Linked DNA regions of Hordeum vulgare: region 1 is linked to region 2. A link is a contact called in public Hi-C data. All regions are on one chromosome and are shown on one strand. Each heading gives the region's core, a stretch centred on a gene start, on an enhancer-like site or on the middle of the called end of the contact. The rest is flanking DNA. Distances are from core to core; before and after follow the strand shown.

Region 1 (2,700 bases), core at 72-2,571, 370 kb before region 2:
GCGACGGGACAAAGACAACGTCGACGGAACATCAGCAGGGCCGTGTCCCGAGCTTGTCAGCGCTCCGACCCGGTGCCACCAGTTGTGCATAGTCTGCATGACGAAAGCGAACCAACCATCCTGCACACCAAGCAAAACGAAGGTCCATCATCATCCTCAACCAGATCTGGCATAGACACCAGGGCTGCTAACACTTGCAGCCACTAGAAGAAGATTATTCAGACTGCCGCTGCGCCACCCATAGAGGCCGGGGGGAGCGTCAGACTGAACCAAACTCCAATGGATCTGGGGAAGAGAGAGGAAACCCTAGCCGCATTTGTGTGGGGAGGAGAGAGAGACGATCTGATTGTTAGAGGTTTGATGAATGTTGATCTCCACTGAATACAGGCTTGCTGGCAATCCATTATGCTGGATTCACATCCTGCTACTTCAAAATCACTTCTCCCATGGCCAGAAATCGCTTCCAGAGCTCGGACAGATTTTCATAGATGACGGAAAACCAGCCGGCAAACATACACATTCTAGTACTATAATATCGCCCAGCAAACGCATTCCAGATCCAAGTAATGCAGATGCGATCTTGGTGGAAGAAAAAAGCGCACCTTTTTCCTCGCAGCAATCTCAGCCGGGGACTTGTCCTTCTTCAACCCCTTCTTCGGCTGAACCCCGGCCGCCTGCTTGCCCTTGTCGAGCTTCCTCCTGACCTTCCTCCCGTCGTCGCCGGAGACCCGCGGCACGGCGGCGAAGAGCTCGACGACGGAGCGTTTCCGGCGCATGGCCGCCTTCCTCCGCTCCTCCTCCCCGTCGTCCATCTCGTCCGCCAGCGCCGCCTCGTCCGCCCACCACCGGAACCGGCGCACCTCCATCGGCGGCAGCGACTCCGGCCGCCCGCCGAGCGGCCAGCACCTCCCGCCCTCGTCCGCCGCGCCAGCCCGCATCCGCGCCGCGTACCCCCTTCCGTTCAGAACATACATACGGAACATAAACAACAGCATCAGAGCTCCGCCCCGTGGGCGCGCGGCGGCGGCGGCGCGCAATGCAGGGGAGTGGAGAAGAGCTTAGGCGGTACCGGATCGAGAAGCACGGGCCGGCGCCGCCGCCTGCAGTGGCGGCCATCGCGGTAAGGCTCCCTCCCTCCCTCCCTGGTCTGCTCGCCCGCTTTCACCCGGCTCTGTTTCCGGCGCACGTGACCATCGTCGGCGGCGGTTGGAGACCCAAGGAGCCGTGCGGCGGCCCAGGCGCGGGGTGAGGCGCGAGGGGGGCAGACGGCCTAGGGCGCGGCCCGTCTTCTTGGGTTTTGCCGCTTTTCCCGCAGCTCTGCTGTGACAAGCGACAGTGCGAGTGCGAGGGCGTCACGGTCACGCGCTCGGCGATTTACTGTAGGCGTACGTACGGCGCCGCGCAGCGCCGGGCGGTGGGCGGTAAAGATACAAAACAAGAGTCAGAAAAGCTCCATCCTTTCCCCTCTCGTGCTCGCTGTCGGTGCTGCTGCAAGCCTAGGTTTGGGCTATGATTATGATAAGACTTGTTTGGTATTAGTGTTTTTAAAAAAAATTAATGGAATAATCCTTCAGCCCCCCTTTGGTTAAGGAGGATTGGGAAGGTTTTATGAGGGAGGGATTTAAATGGATTGAATGAATTCCTTTGTTCCAGCTAATCCTCTCAAATCCCCGGGGCTTTGCTTCCACTAGTCCCCAAGAAGGATTTTGAAACACATAGATAGAAAGGGATTAAAGTGGAACACAGGGGATTGGACTAGGCAAAACCCTCCTACCAAATGGGCGCCCAAGGATCTATGGGGTTTCTGGCCCTTCCGGGTATTTTCCTCTCAAAACCTCCCCAATCCCCCTTAACCAAACGAGGCCTCAAGGGATTGAGTGAAACCCCCATCCCAACCTTCACCCAATTCCTTCAAATCTTCATTTATCCCCAATACACTAGGTAGGGGTAACACTAGGTAGGGGTAGTGTATCTGGTATAGAAAAAAATACACTATAGTTTAGGGATTTGAGGGGTAATGTGGGGATGAAACATGTCAAATACACTAAAACTAAATGGTGTTAGATTCAGATGGATTTTAGAATAAAATAAAATTATGTTAGAATTAATTCAAACTATGTGAAAATTGAAATGTCAAAATTTGAACTTCGATGAAGCTCGAAATTGTTTAGTTTCCGAAAATAAAAACCTTGACGGTGATTTTGAACGTGAACACACCAGCAGATGCTGCCGTGGAGCAAGATAATGCAGTGAAACTACTACTACTCCTCATTTGCGGAGCTTGCTGCGTGGTGTAGAGTGGTAGCTGGCTGCAATTGTGTTGCACCGCGATTTTAATTACTCTGTGGACCGAACTGACCCCTCCGGCACTCGTAGTAATGGCTGGCTGTGAGCCAGGTGCTCGGTGGGGACCGAGACTGCTTCCTCCGTACCAAAATTCCGACCAGGTCAAAATAAGCTACTAATTGACTTTTATGTTCCTAATACAAATTTTGAATCAGTCATCCTCTTCCTTCAGTCTTCCACCTCCGGCATGCACCCCCGACCTCCACCTCCACCCTTCCCCTCCACTCCCGCACTTCACCCCCGCCCTCTAGCTCCACCTCCGCCCTCCACCTCCACCCTTCCCCTCCACCCCCGCACTTCACCCCCGCCCTCTAGCTCCACCTCCGGCCTTCACCTGTACCTCCATCCCCGTCC
Region 2 (2,700 bases), core at 172-2,671:
GCCACAGGGGGGCCACAAGCCCGCTAGGTGCAGGGCCCCCTGGCCGCGCCTAGGGGGCTTGTGGCCTCCCCTGGTGGCCTCTGCCTTGGTTCTCACGTCCTCTGCGTATCTTCTGTTTTGAAAAAAATCTTTTTGGAATTTTTATTTTGTTTGGACACTGTTTAAAATTCTCCTCTAAAAGGGGTCAAAAACACGAAAAAAACAAGAACTGACACTTGGCACTGAGTTAATAAGTTAGTCCTAAAAAGGATATAAAAGACATACAAAACATCCAAAATTTAACAAGATAATAACATGGAACCATAAAAAATTATAGATACGTGGGAGACGTATCAGTTGGCAACTGCAAAATGTTGGGAAACTCACGTGCAACTGCAAAATAATTTGGTTGAGCATATATGGACTCATGTTGACAAGCAATAGATTTATCTTCTTTTATTCGTTAGCAAAACTATGTAAGACATTTTTATTTTTATTCGGTTTGTAATAACTATGGTATTTCCGGTTTAAATTATGTTATTTGATTGAAACTATGAAAATCATATAAAATAGGACGGCCAGTGGCTAGCACATATGGGTCGGCGCGTTGGGACGCTGCCGATCCATATGTAAAACAGGACGGACGTCGGGCGAGCAATCCACCCAAATAGACAAAAAAGAAACGGACGAACTCGATGTCCGTTTGTATCCATCAGTTGGTGTTGCTCTTGGAGTTGTCGTAAGCTCCGGGCTGTACAACGTGGGTCGGCACCAGCGGCAGGCTGCGCCGGCCCCGCGCATGCACCGACCCCGACACGCCGGACGGCATGTTCCTCGCCGCCGTGCCGCGCGCACGCGACTCGCAGCGGCCGACCAGGCACGCGCACGCGGCGGGCACGGGAGACGGCATCCAATGATCCACCCGGTAGGCCGGTAGTAGTTTTTATTTTTTAGTTTTTGAACCTTAACGCCCCGCAGTACTAGTTGGTGGTGCCGCCATCGCGATCGCCGTAGGGCCTCTCCTCCCCTCTCCTCTCGTCTCTCGTCTTGGCACCGGTTCCACGGTCAAGCGTGTGAGGTCACGGCTCCCCGTCCCGGGCCCCATGCCATGCCAATCAGACACCCACCCCAGCCCCAGTCCACGCTCGCCGACGTCCACGTAACAACAACAACTCACTCTACGGGGACGCGACAAGATAGCAGGAAGAGGAAGAAGATGAAGAAGAAGAACCAACACCACGCACGCCACATCACCCTCCACCCAACCCATCACAAAAGAAAAGATAAAAAGGGATTCGATGAGCGACCATTTTTTCCTTGGCAAACGCAAACAAACAAGTCCACCTCAAATAATTGGGCCGAGTGGGCGAGCAAGATAAACATCTCGGTGTTTTTCTGTAGCCCCGGTAGACGACCTCCCACCCACGCAGCCCGTCGTCGTCGTCGTCGTCGTGGTCGCAGGGCCCCCCTCCGCACCGTACGGTTTCCAAGTGTACCCTCTCGTACTACGTACTTGTCTACGTACCTTCCCAGCCACATCCAGAGACCGGAGCCCCAGTTTACCACGCGCGACTCGCAGCACTGACTGACCACCGGCGACGGCGCGCATCGTCTCTGCACCCGCAGCAACGACGGCGACGACGGAGGAGGCGTACAAGCTTCTCCCTTCTCCAGACGCATACGGTGAGCGCTCGTCCTTCTCCTCCAGCTCCCGCAGTCACCTCACCGCGCGCACGGGCATCGCCTTTCCCGTGCGCCGTGCGCGCGCGCGACCCTCTTACATTCTTTCGCTCCGCTTTTTCCTCTGCTCCGCGTGATCCTGATTCCATTCGCCCCGCGCGTTCCGCCAATCGGGTCCCTCCGGCGGTTTTCGTTGTTCAGATTCGATCTGGGCGCGTGCTCTGATGGCGTCACAGGAGGAGAGAAGGAGAGAGGCGTGAGACCAACGGCCTTTGAATCCCGCCGGTAGCCGCCAGAAAAACAATACTCCTACTCCTACTCCTACTCCACTCACCACCGTCTGCTTCGGGGCGACGCATCTCGTCGCTTTCCCTTCCCCTTACCCTTCCCTGTGAGCGAGCGGCGTATCGCGGTCGCCGCCGCACCCTCCCCATTCGCCCAGACATGTACGGCCAACTGTTCGGCCCTTGCCTTCGCCTTTCCCAGACCGACCGATCGGCCGGCCTTTTCTCCCCCGTTCGGTAGATTCATTCATTCATTCCGCAACGAATCCGGTAGGGTACCCCCGATATGCACAAGGAGGGATCTTTCTTCTCCTTCTTCTTCTTCCTGATTTGTTGTGTTCTTTCTGATCTTTTCAATCCAACAAACTGATTCAGGTTCAGGCTAACGAGGAGGAGGAGGAGGAGGCGATTGGTGGTTGAATCTGGTGGGATGACGCGACGGAGTCCACCGCGACGGAGCAGCACGCATTCCGCGGGGAAGGACCAAATGCGGAGGATCCTGTTCTAGCGTCAGGCTCCCATCTGTGATCCAGTTCTTGCTGCAAGTTCGTCACCGCCCTGCTGTATTCTCTGATCTTGTTTGGCCGAGATTCCGTGGAGTAGATGGACGAGGACGAGTACTCTTGGGTGCGCCGCACCAAGTTCTCGCAATCCATCGTCAGGTCTAGCTCCGGCAGATGTTCATTCGACGAGCAGTTCAGCCGCCGTGCCCTGTCGATGCCGAAAGGGTTTGATTCAGAGCTCAAGAATCTGCAGC

What was found. Hi-C and Micro-C count contacts between places; a contact is called where the count stands out from the background.
Region 1: a contact with region 2 is called in a Hi-C map of seedling, with 5 times the contacts expected there. The contact joins the promoter of LOC123447041 here to the promoter of LOC123447028 in region 2. A contact is called at or near these places in 3 of 6 Hi-C or Micro-C datasets (leaf and seedling) and 1 of 1 datasets of contacts at active chromatin or transcription factors (embryo).

What each region holds. Positions count from the first base shown.
Region 1 is chr1H:477,340,547-477,343,246 of MorexV3_pseudomolecules_assembly, reverse strand. It overlaps LOC123447041, which reads right to left and starts at 1,321. Exons shown (of 3, transcript XM_045123605.1): 1 at 1,070-1,321; 2 at 603-954. The coding sequence starts at 1,116.
Region 2 is chr1H:476,971,697-476,974,396 of MorexV3_pseudomolecules_assembly, reverse strand. It overlaps LOC123447028 (probable serine/threonine-protein kinase PBL25), which reads left to right and starts at 1,421. Exons shown (of 4, transcript XM_045123586.1): 1 at 1,421-1,662; 2 at 2,319-2,700. The coding sequence starts at 2,547.